Linked DNA regions of Hordeum vulgare: region 1 is linked to region 2. Evidence: chromatin contacts called from public Hi-C data. All regions are on one chromosome and are shown on one strand. The core of a region is the stretch at or near the end of the contact, and the rest is flanking DNA. Distances in the headings are between cores, read along the strand shown.

Region 1 (7,249 bases), core at 3,781-6,280, 280 kb before region 2:
TCCCATTCTTGGATGGTGCTTTCCTGCTTGTCATCGCCCCCGTCCACCAGAACTCTTTTGGCGGCGTACAAGAGCAGGCCAGCTATGGCGTTGAGCTGGTGCTTGCCAGCGGTTCTCTACTCAAAATACAGACACGGGCTGGACATGCCTTGTACGGAGTATGACCAATTTTCTGATTTGTTTTTGAGTTTTTCACATCAAAAAATGGACAGGCTCTATGACCAATTTTTCATATTTGTTTTTGAGTTATTCACATCAAAAAATGGATTTCTATAGATGGGAAAGACACGCGTATGAAATACACGGATTTCTATAAATATAGCTGGACATGAGTTCTACGAAAATGTGTAACTTATTTTCCTAACTGAAATCCAGCTCAATGTGAAACGCAAGCCATTCTATGTGTGAGTTTGATCTTATGTGTTCTATTCAATTTGATTTGTAACTTATTTTCCTAACTGAAATCCAGCTCAATGTGAAACGCAAGCCATTCTATGTGTGAGTTTGATCTTATGTGTTCTATTCAATTTGATTTATGTTTCAAAGTGTACGAATGTTAATCTTATCATTTGCATGGAAGGTGACCTGAATCGAATTCATCACATTTCATTCCCAAACCAAACACACTAATGTAATCATTCCATTCCAACTTTTAACTCAGTACTAAATGCAAGAATGTAACCAAACACACTAAGGGGCTGATTGGATTGTCGGTTTCGTCCAAATACACCTGTAGAAATATTACAGACCTCAACTGGTTGTTTCATTTTCGCATGCAATTTATTAAGCGGCCGATAAGATACAAATGTACAATAAACACCTCTGTATTTAATTACAACCATTCCAAACACGGCCTAATGGAATCATACCATGACATTTCATTCCACTTGGTTTCCAAACCGAGTCCAGTGACCAAGGATGAATTTATCTAAGAGCTTATGAATAACTTTTCTTTGGAAAGGCAGCTGAGATGTTCCTAATTAAGAAGCATCTACTCTTTTCCCAAGCTTGAAATTCTTTGGAGGCTGCCTGGACACGGACAAGAGTTGCACTGAGTTCTCGAAGCAGTGGTGGAAGCCGAAATGCGGGTAGCTCTCGTACCACGTCTCCTGCGGCTCGTGAGTGTCCCAGTGCTCGCCGCTACTGCTCCTGCCGTACTTGTGCACCCAGCCGGAGCCGTTGTGGCCCTCGCCCCAGGTGCGGTTCCACCGGTCCCCGTATTTGCCTTCCCACCAGGTCTCTCCCTGCTTCACGCCGTGCCTGTTAGGGTCGAAATGCTCATCCCACTTGTCGCCCCATTTCGACCACCCGTCGCCCTCTGACCGCTCAGCCCATTTGTCCGTGTATTTTACGCTGCCTCCGCAACCATCATACGTTTCACCCCACCTGCAGAGGATCAAATACTGGGCTTCAGCAATCTTACTCTGTTGCAAGGAGAAAAGCTAAGCTTAATCATATAGGGCATGGAAGTTCTTAGATATCTTTTTGTATTTCTTGATCTCTTAGGATGTTTTCTGCAAAGTTTTCACGATAATCATTTTATCCCGGTCTGTCTTTTAGTGTCCACATGTGTTGCTTCATGTAACTTGATTTTTGATTAATGAAATATGTGGTTGCTCTAAAAAAAACATGTTCTCTATGATTTGATCTACATGCTTATCTAATTGGTATTAATCTTATCTGTGGCCACGACGAGTGTTAAAAGAGTATTCTCGGCAATGAATCTAGTGAAAAATAAGTTGAGAAATAGTATGAGTGATGATCTCATGAACAATTGCTTAGTGACACTCATTGAACGAGATGTGTTCTTGAAAGTAAGCAAGGAAGACATAGTTGAAGCTTTCATGGCAAAGGAACGTCGTAGAGTTACTCAGTGTAGTAGTTGTTACATATTTGTATCCATGTAAGACTTTGTATTTGCAACATTGCAAATTCGGAATATGTAGGAACTATAATGTTGTGTGACTTGATTGAGCAATCTGTATTATATTTTTGCCAACTATTGTATGACACTTGGAATAAGTAGAAAAAAAATTAGGTGTGCACACCCTCCATTTCTTTCCTGGCTCCGCCACTGCATGGAACCATAGACAAATATAATTATTATTATTATAAATATAGCTACTAATGACTCATACCTTTCATGCCAAACATGAGCATGCCCAGCATCCAATGGCGTGTTTGGATCTAAGCTGCACCATTTATCAGCAGATTTTTCAGCTTTACCGCTTGAATCATACTGCTCCCACCATTTCTCTTGCCACTGCTCCCCTTTGCCATTCTTTCCCCACTTGTCTGCCGTCTTCTCCATATGCATAAGACCAGATGTGAAATCCTGACATGGTTTAAAATGCACCACTTGATTAGACTCTCTTTTTTGGGTAAACCACTTGATTAGACTCTGGGGAGACATTTAATTAGCATGTGTCTAGAGTTCAGTTTGCAGACACATATGCATACAGGCATGGCATAGTATCTCATCGATGCAGCTCCTACTAGGTCACACAATGAATGCTGCAATGACCTGAGCAGGCACCATTTGAAACGTTACTTAGTACAACCTTTGTACACTAACATAAGACGTTTCTGTAGTTCAATTTGAACTGCAAAAACGTCTTACATTAGTGTACAGAGGGAGAACTAATGTAATACTCCCTCCGTCCCAATAATAATATGTTTATTACAACTGATATATTATGGGACCGAGGGTGTAATATATTGCAGGTTTTATACGCCACACAGTGAGAAGATAATGCTATCGAATTAGGGAAAAAATCACCTGCCACATCGACTCCTTCCAGTATTCCCGCCAAACATTGCCCCTAGCATCACGACCAGACTTCTCGGAACCTAATTCTTTATGATCAAACCGGTCTGAAGCCTCCCAGTACTTATCTTCAAATTCAACAGAACCATCAGCACTTACTCCCCTAACTACAGTCCACTTACAAACAACACCATCAGGCCTCTGTTCTACACCGGTCTCCTTCCACCACTTTGAACCATCTGGGTCTATCCCATGGGATGACTTATCATCACTAGTACTGAGAGCTCTAGCCGTCTCAGCTGCATTCTGTGAGAACTGCGTCTCAAATGCTTCCTCTGCATCAGCAACAGGCTTGGCCTTGGAATCTGTATTCTCAGGCTCCACGAATGACTGGAAGGGAGGAAGAGACCGATCTTCCTTCTTCTCAAAGAAAGAGGCCACGAACGGAAGGGATAAGAAGTCTGCTGACCGTTCCTTTTCCATTAACATCTCAGGCTGACTGGAGAAGGAATCCACTTTCTTTGATGGTTTTAAAACAGTATTGCTTTCTCTCGGTTCACTGCTGCTGTCCACCGGTGGTAACCACGACCAGAAATCCGGGCCAGGAGTACCAAGCTTGGAACTTGCCTGTTTGGAAGGATATGAATCCCCAGAGTTTGTCACTGAGTAAATAGGAGATTACTGGTGTCAGGGCAGAAGCATAATTTCACATGGAACGGAGGATGTTGTAATAAATAGAAGTTTGCAGTTAAAAAGCACCCCAGTAATACTGATGGTGTCCTTTATACTTCCTCTGTACCTAAATAATTGTAGTTAGGGAGAGGTACAGAGGGAGTACAACAGTATTCTTTTCAAGAATGCTAATACAACAGCATTGCCGCAGCATGAAACTAACAGTGTCACAAAATGGACATAGCCTAAGACCTCAATATCTAAAATCAACATAGTATTATCATAACTGATCCAGTATCCACATCATCTTCAGAATGTAATGGGTATTTTTTTCTTTACTGTAATCACTCTAGTGACAGCAGTAGATACAGAAAAATATAACAATTTTCCAATACGCGTAAGACTAGCAAGTTGCACCGAAACTGTCCCACCCAATAGAATAAAAAATCAAGAAGGACATCCATTTCTGATAAGGGTTAATTTAAGTAATGGGACATAATATGCTTGTCAATTGGTAATGTTCATTCTTGTACTACTAGAATGGTTATGCAGACATAACTCTAGTTTTTGTATCCAACTCAACTGATAAATCCACTTGGCCCTTACCAGAATTATACTTTCCAAATAAGCACAAATGCAACTACACAGTATAGAGACCGGGTGCAACTATGTCAGTGCGTGCTATTGGTAGGAACTGAGACAGTCGAGAGAAATATCATTCATCGCTTCCGTTTCAGTTTCAGTAGACAATTTCACCCTTAATTTTATTGGATTTATTTGTTGGATTGGCCATTCATGCCAAACTCTTTTTGAACTATTGTACTACCTTTGCTTATGTCAGGCTTTCTTTTATTAGGCGAAACACGAAGCTAGTGCGATGTTCACGGGAGCTGCCAAAAGCAAAGTCACGTGCCCCTAGTGGTCCTACCTTTTTCCGAGTTCGACGCCGCCGGTAGGCTATCCTGCCCGGAACCCTGATCCTCCAGCCCCTTTGCAGCCTTGCGTGAATCAAAAACGTTGCCCGGCTCTGCCACTCCGGTGGCCGGCGTCGGCTTGTGCGGCTGCGGCGTTGGCGAGGACTGCGGCGGTTCCTTGAGTACAGCGCGCGCGGCGGCAAGAGCGGCGGCGGCGCGGTCGATGACCTGGGTGCGCTGCACGCGGTCGCGCTCCTCCCGCGGCACCCGCAGCATCTCCTCGAACCGCGCCGTCCTCCGCTCCACGTCCGCCTGCGGGGGCGCCTCAGCCTCCGCCTCCGCCGGCGGCGGAGACGGCTGCAGCCGGTACGCGAGCTCCGCCGAGCGCCTCTCACGATCCACTGCCTTCTTCCACATGTCCAGGTACGAGGGCCCCCCGCCTCGACCCCCATCCCCCGAGACCGCGCGGACAACGACGACCCGCTGCCCGGCTCCACGTCGAGCATGGAGGAGGAGGCGTCCGTGCAAGCGATGAAGGTGGGAAGCGGCGGGAATGATGGAGGCGGAGTTGGTCGCCATTCTGCTGGACTCTGAGTGGAGAGATCGGAGGAGTCGAAGAAGTGAAGAAGTGTGTGCGAGAGTGTGGAGGAGGAGAGGGTGGGCCCTGGTGTCTGCTTCACATGGTGGGGTAGGGAGCGAGCGGTTCAGCGGACGAGGTCGGTTGCTGCGCGCTCCTCAGCCTCCACGTGGCGTCTTCAGCGGGGCCGGGCGCTCTCTGCCGTTGGTTCTCTCGGCTGAATGGACGGGTCGGGAGTGGCCTGTGAATCCAACGGATTCTGGTGGATCCAGCGCCGAGCGATTCCACTGTTGGAACTGGCCAACTCTCACACCCTCTCTGGCTAGCGGGAGCAACGGCGAGAGGAAGATGACACAGGGTGTTTTTTTTTTTCTGAATGCAACTTTTCTCATTAGCTCATAGTTATTTGTACAATCATAGCTGGCCAAACGGGCCCCGTCCAGACACGTATATTAGTCGGGCCGTGCCGTGCCGGCCCATGTGCGCAGCCTCCTGGCTAGGCACGACACGGGAGCTAAACGAGTCGGTCCGTCGGCACGTTAAGCACGATTTTATGCCTTTTTAGGTAGTTTTTAACTGATTTTGGCTTATTGGGCTATTTTATACGTTGTATATATATATATATAAATATGTAAATAAAAAATGTAAACGGGTCGTGTCGTGCCGGCTCGTGTGCCCAGCCTTCAGGCCCAGGCACGGCTCGAGGCGGGCTCCGTGTTTGGTACGGGCCCGTTTAAGTCGCCCGTGCCTTGCCGTGCCGGCGGGCTCGCAGACCGGCCCGTTTGGCCAGCTATATGCACAACGACTGAAACTGAAATCCCCCGTCGCTACCCAGCCTACCGGACGTGCCATCCCACGTCGTACGACTCATGCGAGGTGGGCGCGTGCCGAGTCTACTACAGCCGCACCAATCTAGCTAATGCTAACAGGAAAAAAACTCGGTCTCTGCGTGTACACGCACACGTGATAGAAGTACATGTTCAACATTTCATTCCCTAATTCCCGACGTGTGGTGCTCACCATGATAACGCCAACCTTGAGTCGCATTTCAACGAACTTGATTCGCTCTAGCGCCTTGGTGAGGAAATCCGTAAGCTGTCTGTCAGTCCCAACGTGGTTGACTTCCACCTTGTCGTCTTTGATGCACTCACGAATAAAATGGTAGCATATGTCGGTATGCCTACTTCTATCAATGGTGCACCGGGTTCTTGCTCAAAGCAATTGCCGACTTGTTGTTGACGCGCAGCTTCGCCTTCGTTGAAATCGACGTTGAGCTCGCCGAGGAGCATGCACATCCGCATGTCTTGGCAAGTTGCGGTTGCCGCCGCCATATACTCGGCCTCGCATGACGAGATGGCGACGACCTTCTGCTTGTGAGAGGTCCACGTGATCAGACTGGAGTTGAGGAAGAACACCACTCCCGTCGTGCTCCGCCGATTGTCAACACCGTCGGCGTGATCACTGTCGCTGTAGCCAATCAGTTTCGGCACTGCTACACCACCTTGCTTGTAGCAGCAGCCTTAGTCCATCTTCCCGTTGATGTAGCGCAAGATCTGCCTGACAGCAGCCTAGTGCGCCGCCGTCGGCGCCTTCAGGTACCTGCTAACCATGCCAACAGCGAACGAGATGTCTTGCCTCGTGTTGCAGAGGTACCGAAGACTCCCGATGATGCTCATGTACCGTGTGGCGTCCATGGCTTGGCCAACGCCGCTTTTCCCAAGTTTCAGCCGATTCTGCATAGGTGTGTCAAAGGGGTTGCACCCCCTCATCCCAGCAGCATCCATGATCTTGGTGGCATACGCGCTGTGGCATATGGTGATCTCGCCAGCCTTCTGTTGCACCTCTATGCCGAGGTAGTAGGTGAGGAGCCCAAGGTCTCACATGTCAAACATATTTTTCATCTGCTCCTTCAACACAGCTATCTCCTCGTTTCCGGTGCCGGTGATGATCAACTCGTCGACGTAGACGCCGATGAGTAGAGTCGACGCGCCCGTGCCCCTCATGTACACCGCGTGCTCAAGAGGACTTCGCTCAAAACCGAGCGGAATGAGCGACACATCAAGCTTTGCATTCCATGCCCGCGACGCCTGCTTCAGGCCGTACAATGCCTTCCAGAGTCGCAACACCTTTCCCTCGTCGTCGGTGCTGACAAAGCCTGGCGTCTGATGCACGTAGACCTCCTCGCGAAGATCCCCATTCAAGAACGCTGATTTCACGTCCATGTGATGGACTTTCCACCCATGATGCGCCGCGAGCGCTAGCAGCAACCGCACGGTCTCCATGCGCGCCACCGGGGAAAACACCTCGTCATAATCCATG
Region 2 (7,786 bases), core at 429-2,928:
AACAAAGCTAGCCCTATAATTATATAACAATTATTCTAAGCATGACATGGAATTAACAGGAAAACAACATAACATGAATCAAGCATGTAATCTACCTAACTAGCATGGCAAAGATCACAACAAGTGTTTAAATTACTTACTGTTACCGAATGTCAACTTACTCTCTTCTGGGTTATTCCACAACTATCGATATACTCATAATCCAATCTGAACGGATCCAAATCCCATCACATGGTCATTCGACTACTCATCATATAGCCATCTCTTGGGTAACATATCATGTTCCCGACATCCTGTGATGTTCACAAGATGAGTTCTTCCATCATTACTAACTCTGATATGGTTGACTATCTACTGAGCTCTGGACGGGCTGTCCAATAACGTGGACATGACTATTTGAATAGGTTTGACACTCTGCAGAGGTTGCACACTTTACCCACACTATGGAGCACTGACCTCCTGATCCCATTCGGGTGGACTAGTGTTGCTCCAACGAAACTTATCTGGTCCGTGACTCTCCCATCGTACCACCGGCAATCATCCTCCCCCAGAGTCCTGCCCTGGGTGGCCCTGTGTCCGCATGACACCTGCCACGTCATGGCCAAACTAAACTGTCCCAAACGGGGACGCCGGCACAAACAACTCAACTGGCTCACAAGGTTATCACCGCCTACCTGATCAGGGTAGCGCACGTGCATAACCCTCCCTCTTTGGAAGTACCGGTGAAAGTGCACGCGATCAGACCAAGTCAAGGCCGTTCCATAACGGCAAATGTGGTTGCACCGATCAGACCAAGTCAAGGCCGTTCCATAACGGCAAATGTGGTTGCACGGATAAGCCCGGACAGGTGACTCAAGATCAACCAACTAGGTTGCATTTGTTAACCCAACTCAACTTATCCATCATCGTACCACTGCCTCGACAAATGTAAGTGCTAAACAATAGCATAGCAAAACAATAGTGTTGATAATCATGGCTTGAGATCAAACCCTAATACTATCATGTCAAAATAATTATTATCATGTTAATATGCAAACAAGTCATGGTATTAGATGAAGAGTGATTGCTAGTAGCTACTACCGATAACATCACAGGTGTATGCAAATGCAGGTTAACAGGTGATACAGATAAACACACAAGGTGAAAGCAAAGTCATCACACAAGTTCGAAGCTAATGATAAGAGGTTGGCTTCCCTGGGGTCGACGGATACTCCGGGAAGAAGCGCGATAACATGTCGGGAATATTTGTAGGAGAGGTTTCCCTCCCGAAAGGCTCAATCGGAGGGCAAGGGCAAAACAATCATTTCTACTGTGTAAATATATTATGAAAATGGTATTATTGAAACGGGCTCGACGAGACGAAACCGTGGGCGCTGGTTTTACCTCAATCGGAGTTACAGTCGCAAAGTTATGGTCGTTCGATTGTTAGGCACAGAAACAAATAGAAATGTTTTCATTTCTGCTGCTAACTGACGAACGTCCACAAACTAGCCATTTCGGTCGGCGGGGTATAAATAGAAAGCGTATTTCCGGTAGTACGTTTTCAGTTCAGAGAAAAAGTATTATGGCTTCCGGCCGAAGCAAAGTACGCTTTAAAAAAGGGAACATGTATTAACTTGAATACGATTCCACTTAACCGGACCGCGGGCCGGGGGTTGACTTCTTTTTTCTCTCTGACGGGAGGGGCCCGCCTTATCTCTCTCTCTCTCCTCCCGTCTTCTTCTCCAACACGACAGGGAGGCAGGGGAGAGCGCCGTCCGTCGCGGCTGCCATTGCTCCGCCGCGAGGGAGTGCCAGCCGGAGGGTGCAGGGGTTCTGCTGTTCACGCCGCGCCCGGGGGCGGTCGCGGGGTCGCCGGAGGCGGACCACAGCGCCACCACTGCGACAGAGGACAGAGCCGGTGCCAGCCGGGCTCGATGCCGACGCGCAGGGCCACGGCAACGTCCGTGGAGGGGCGGGGCAAGTTCGCGGTGCCCGGCCGCGTCCGCACGTGGTCGCCAGGGCTCGGGAGTCGACCGGGGCACAGAAGTGGGTGAGGGGAGAGGTTGCGGGACTTCGGCCATTCGAGGGCTATGGATCTCCAAGAGCTTAGGGATGGATTTGGGGCTTGCTGCTCGACAGGAGGGGGTTCAGGAACGCTCTTAAATAGGCTCGGGAGAAGCTTCGCGATGGTGCTCGCCGACGACCGAAGCTTCGGGCTACGCGGTGCCGCGGCTGCATCTTCACAGCGCTCCCCCAGCTAGGGAACGAGCGGGAGAAGCCTCTGGATGGATCACGCGTGCGATGCGCAACTCGCCGGCACTCGAGGACAAGCTAGAACCCACTAGATGTGCCCATGGTGACCATGCAGCCGCGGTGACCATGTGGGCTGCATCTTCACAGCGCTCTAAGCATTGGAGCATGCCCTCCCGAAGACTCCAATGCTTAGAGCTCCGGTTTGGCATGCTCTGCCCATGGTGACCATGTGGCCACGGCGTTGCCATGCAGCACACGCAGCCAAAACATGTCTAGGGTGTTCTCGAAGCTTTCCTGAGATGAGCTGACCCATCAAACTTCATGCTACAGCTCTGGTGTGACCTCTCCTTGCTCAACAAGAATCCAACAACAAGGTGTTGTGTTGTGGTGTGGCCACAACAATGCACCTCTTGGCCTGATCGTTAGCTGAGGTTGACCATTCACTGAGGTCACTATCCTGGCAAAAGTTTAGCTCAAATGGGCATGCCTAACTAACACTTCCTTTGTAACTTGGCAATCTGACCAGAATTGAAGAAGCTGATGCTGGGGTCAATTGAATAGATGGAAATGTCTCAAATTTGGAGGAGACCAATGATTTAGGCATATGGAATCACTGTAAACGTGTCATACCAATTGCATAAATATAAATGGTACTTCCTTCACAGTGCTCCCGTCTGGACATAAACTTAGATAAATTGTTGAAGAAGGATGGATTGATGGAATGAACTAAATTTTGGTGGACAAGAGTAATTTATCATAATGAACTACCCTACAAAATTTCAGCTCAAGGGAATCAAGGAATCAAGCACTTCCTTCGCAAACACGGAATCTGGACAGAATTTGCAAAGGGATGTTGTGCTCAATTTTTGAACTGGGAGACTTGATATTTTGATGGAAATGATGAATATATGGATATTAGAAGCTCCACAAATTATTTGTGATTTTTCCTAGCTACCAAAATGGTAGTTCCTTGGGAAAGGCCCTAAATTGGAATATTGTCTTTAAATAGGAAAAAGGCAATTTTCCTCACTTAGTAATGGCCAATATTTTATGAGAGCTTCATATGATCACAAAGAATATCTCACAAGTTTTCATGACCTTGGGAGATGGATAGATTTCTTGGATTTAATTCCTCAGAAAGGCAGAAAGAGGAATAATTCTGGAGAAGAAATATTGCATATAACTTGGCAATATTTTTGCACATCTAGGGTTTATGAGGGAAGAATGGTCTATGGAAATTTGGGAGGATTAACAGAGCAAAGGAAATGATAGCTCCTTTGTAAACACAAAGGGAGGATTCCCAGTTCCAATATTTCGGAGCTAGGGTTTGAAAGAGGTTCGGGGTTTACTCAAGAAGGGTAAGCTGGCACAAGGACATGGGAAAAGCACTAAGAGCTTGATAATAGACTGGATTCACCTGGTCATTTGCCAAATTCCACAGGAAAATTTTGCAAGAGAAAAGCTAGGAAGGAATACCAGCACAAAAATCGATAACCGATTTTTGGGTGTTACAGAGCAAAGGCTACACTCAACAGAAATGGGGGATGAGAAACGCCAGTCGGAAATTTCAGAATGATCGTGGAAAAGTATTCGGACATTTAACGTTCCTTTGAGCTTCTCACAGTGCTCCACGCTGAAGTCCTCGACGAACTTCTCCAGCTCAGCCTTTTGGGCAGCGGCCTTCTCAAGGTTGGCTTCCCATTGGACGTAATGTTTCTTCAACTCAGCAAACTCCGTCATGGTTTTCTCTGCACTGGCTATCAAAAGCCGATTATCCTCCTCGAGATCCACAACTGATTTGAGTTTGGCTTCACCCGCGAGGGTTTCCTCTTTGGCCTCCTTCCAAGAAGATGCAAGTTCATCATTCCTCTTCTCAAGGGCTTACTTCATGGTCACTAAAGAAATGGAATTCTTCAGCCTCTCAGAAAGGCGATCTGACAAAACATCGTCAGTCGGATAAGGCAAGATGACGCAATGGAGTATCAGTCGGATGACAAGGACATACCTTCATTCGTTCTCTTTTCAATCTCCAGTCGTTTGATTTTTTCCTTCTCCACCTCAAGGCTCAAATGAACTTCCTGCAACTCTTTTTCCATGGCTTCATCGCGGCCAACAGGCCCACAGACATTCTGCAATCAACAAATACAAGAAAGGCATAACATTATGTCGCAACTCTAAGACTAGCACTGACTGCGACAGTCGACGGTAGCCTCGGAAACTACACCCCCACTGGAATGACAGAGGACAAGGGATCCGCTCTCGACTGACCTCTATCAATCAAAACAAAGAAACTGAGACTACTGTCGATTTCTTCAACCGAGAGTAGCCTCGGGGACTACACCCAGTGGGTGCGCTCGGCGTGCCCCCATTGGAAAGATGGAAGAAAGGAAAGGGCTGTGTACCCTACTGGATTCTGTCGAATGTAAAAGGAAAAATAGACTATTGCCGACTGACTGAGTCGACGGTAGCCTCGGGGACTACACCGAGTGGGTGCGCTTAGTGCGCTCCCACTAACACCCAACGGGTCTCCCCATGGACATGCCCACTCGGGACTCCTACCAAGAACCAAATTCAAAAAATACATGCATGAAGAATTTACCCAAAAGTTCTTCGCCATAGATTCACTCGCGTCATAGCCTCCTTTAATCACCCAGCTATCACGTCCAGCTGAGCCAAGGCCTCCTTGCGCGCCTCCTCCTGATCCTCCGGGGTAAGATGGACCTAGAAGAGGCTGCGATCCTTGGGGTCAGACGATGAAGTGGTCAGCGGATATTTTTTGAGTGACGCTCCGTCCGAAGCGGCCTCCTGCACCACATGATTCTTGGCTTTGATGTTCACTCGGTTGGGAGTCGGAGCCCGTTTCAACACTTCCCCGGTTGCAGAAGGGATATCAACGTCGAGTTCGATCACATCCTGCGGCCCTGCACATGCCCACAAGGCAGTCCAAAGATCACTCGAATATCCAAAGGCTGAATATCAAATGGATTGATGGAAAAGCTCAAGGATTAACTTTTGATGAAGCAACGTCAACGTCAGCTCTACCCTTGTCAGTAGTCTTGGGATCGAGTGAAGCAGTCGAAGTGTTAGGCCTACAACAGAAACAACAAAATCCAATCAGCACTCGGAAGACATAGTTCGAACAAAGACAATACATTCGTCGAATATACTTACGCCAAAGCCAGAGGCACATCGACCTTGATACGTGGCAGGACAACCTTACGAGGCTTGGAGCTTGAGATCTTGGGTTACTTGGCGGCCTACTCTAGCAGCGCCTCGGACTCGCCCCGACCACATTTGGATCTATGAGTCGGCATGGCTGATACACTCGGCTTCTCCGTCAACGGAGTCTTTGGGGCGCCTGCCCGAACCCCAGGGTCCTCGCGTGCCTTGGAACGGGTTTGACCCATTTCTCGACCTGAACTTCGCCGGACGGAGAAGATTCCGCCTCTTCCCCGCACTCCTCCTCGCTCTCTTCAGTCCCTGCATCGTCGCCAGCGTAGTCCTCGGCATCCTCCGAGACCTCCGGGAGCTCGGTGTCCTGGTTCTCCGTGTCGATTTCCACGTCAATAGGCGAGTGGCTAACTGCCGTTATGGAGCTGACCAACCCTGTGAAAGCCTGTCAAATGAAAGAAGCAAAGTCAAAAGTCGAAGTTAAAACAACTAAGAAGTTCACTCGGCGCGGGTCTTCGACGACTCACTTCATTCGGCTTATTATCCACCATGAAGGGTTTCACCTGCCTCGAGCCTCTGGAGTTGTCCCTCACTAGAGTAGTGGCCCTGAGCATATTCTCGAGCGCCTCCTCATTGAGCTCCTCAGGATGGACCCGAGTTTGATCACCCGGCCCTTCATACTGCCACATCGGGTGAATCCTACGTTGGAAGAAGACCTCCAAGAGGTCCATCCCATTCACGCCCTTTCGGATCAAGGACACCACCGCTATCATCAAGAGCTCTGTGTTGGTCTTCTTCCTAGTGGACAAGGTCAAAGTAGGGAGTTGAGTCGAAACTATCAACCGTGAAGGGAGGAAGGCCCAACTGGCCCTCGCCAACTGAGATGTCTCGACATTAAAATCAATACTCCTTCCAGTTCTTCATCGAGTACGTAAAGCTCATCTGGGGAAAGCTACTTTTGCCCCTAAGATGAATGCCTAAGCCGCCGCAAAGTTGTACTACATTAGTCTTTCCCCTCGAGTAAGGAGATTTCTTCACATTCATCACTCGACACGTGAACAAGTGCTTGAACGAGCCCCAATACAGATAACATCCAAGGAAGTTCTCACACAATGACACAAATGCGGCCAGATATGAAACAACGTTGGGAGGCAAATGGTGGAGCTGAGCCCCAAAGAAAGCAAGGAATGCTCGGAAGAAAGGATTCAGAGGCACAGAGATACCTCTCTCGATGTGTGTGACCAAGAGCACCCGCTCGTCGTTTTGGGGCGCCGGCTCGATCTTGCCGTCCTTAGGCAGTCGCCAGCTCCCCTCGGATATTAAGCCTTCTCCCTCCAACTCCAACAACCGCGCCTCCATGACGCTGGATGGCATCCAGTCACCCTGGATCCACCCCCACGGAAGCGCTCTGGCACTCAAGGAGGGTCAATGCGACCCCCTCTTCGAATGCTCGTCCTTTGATGTCGCTCCCTTCGCCATGGTCTATGGCAGAGAAGTGGGAGCTGGAGATCTACGGAGACAACCGACGATTCCAATATTTGGTGGCAAGTGGCAGAAGCGGGACGAGAAGAATCTAGTCTCACGACGCGGTTCCTTCTCTCTTTACTCCGTTTCGGGCCTTAAATACCCAACGACAGGAATCCCCATCGAGCACATCGCAGTCCAAGGAGGATCTAGAGTATCCCGGGGATCACGCACACTGTAGAGTGACACTGACATTACATGCATGGAAATCAGGGCGTTGCCCCACTACTTCCACTACCCGCGTCTACACTGAAGCTGCCGCCCGCACGCACTCCCTTGATTGAAAAATCGCGAAAAATCCGCCCCACCTCATATCCTGAATGTATCCCGTATCCACGACGTGTGACGAGATGAGTCAAATGATATTTTCGCTCGTCCCCCTACGGTACCCCGATCACTCGGGAAATCAATGAGGATGACCCGATCGTTCTTCCCTCAATACAGGCGGGGTTCATCCGCGCTCGCCGACTAAGCTCGTGGAGTTCCTAACTCTCGTATGCCCAACTCATGGAATCTATATTCCCGAAAGATAGTCCATCATTGCCAACTGCAGCCGTACCCATACAACTGGATATTCGGAATTTGTCACTCTTGAATCCATGGAGGTTTGTCGAAAGTCCGCATGACCCAGCTCCGTTCTACAGCCCAACAATTTCCAAGACACCGAAGACATCGAAGGAAGTCATTCACTCGGTTTGCAAAACCTCAACCGATTCGGAGGCTACTGATGGGGTTGTATATTAGGGTTAGGCCTACGAACCCGCTTCCTTAGGCCTACCTAGGACCCCTTACGGACATCAATGTCCTTCAAGTCACCGTTGAAGCGTCGACCTCATTCGGTTCGACAATCGTCACT

Evidence for each region. Hi-C and Micro-C count contacts between places; a contact is called where the count stands out from the background.
Region 1: a contact with region 2 is called in a Hi-C map of seedling, with 4 times the contacts expected there. The contact joins the promoter of LOC123448536 here to the enhancer-like site in region 2. A contact is called at or near these places in 1 of 6 Hi-C or Micro-C datasets (seedling) and 1 of 1 datasets of contacts at active chromatin or transcription factors (embryo).

Annotation. Positions count from the first base shown.
Region 1 is chr4H:303,172,210-303,179,458 of MorexV3_pseudomolecules_assembly, reverse strand. It overlaps LOC123448536, which reads right to left and starts at 5,030. Exons shown (of 4, transcript XM_045125466.1): 1 at 4,368-5,030; 2 at 2,780-3,429; 3 at 2,139-2,335; 4 at 759-1,386. The coding sequence starts at 4,932. The coding sequence ends at 981.
Region 2 is chr4H:302,892,618-302,900,403 of MorexV3_pseudomolecules_assembly, reverse strand. No RefSeq gene overlaps it. Among protein-coding and RNA genes, the nearest start is that of LOC123448536, 280 kb to the left of the region's middle. Within about 2 kb of position 1,678, at least 3 of the 3 cell types and tissues checked have open chromatin away from gene starts, as enhancers often do. A contact at or near this core is called in seedling, where this site is marked.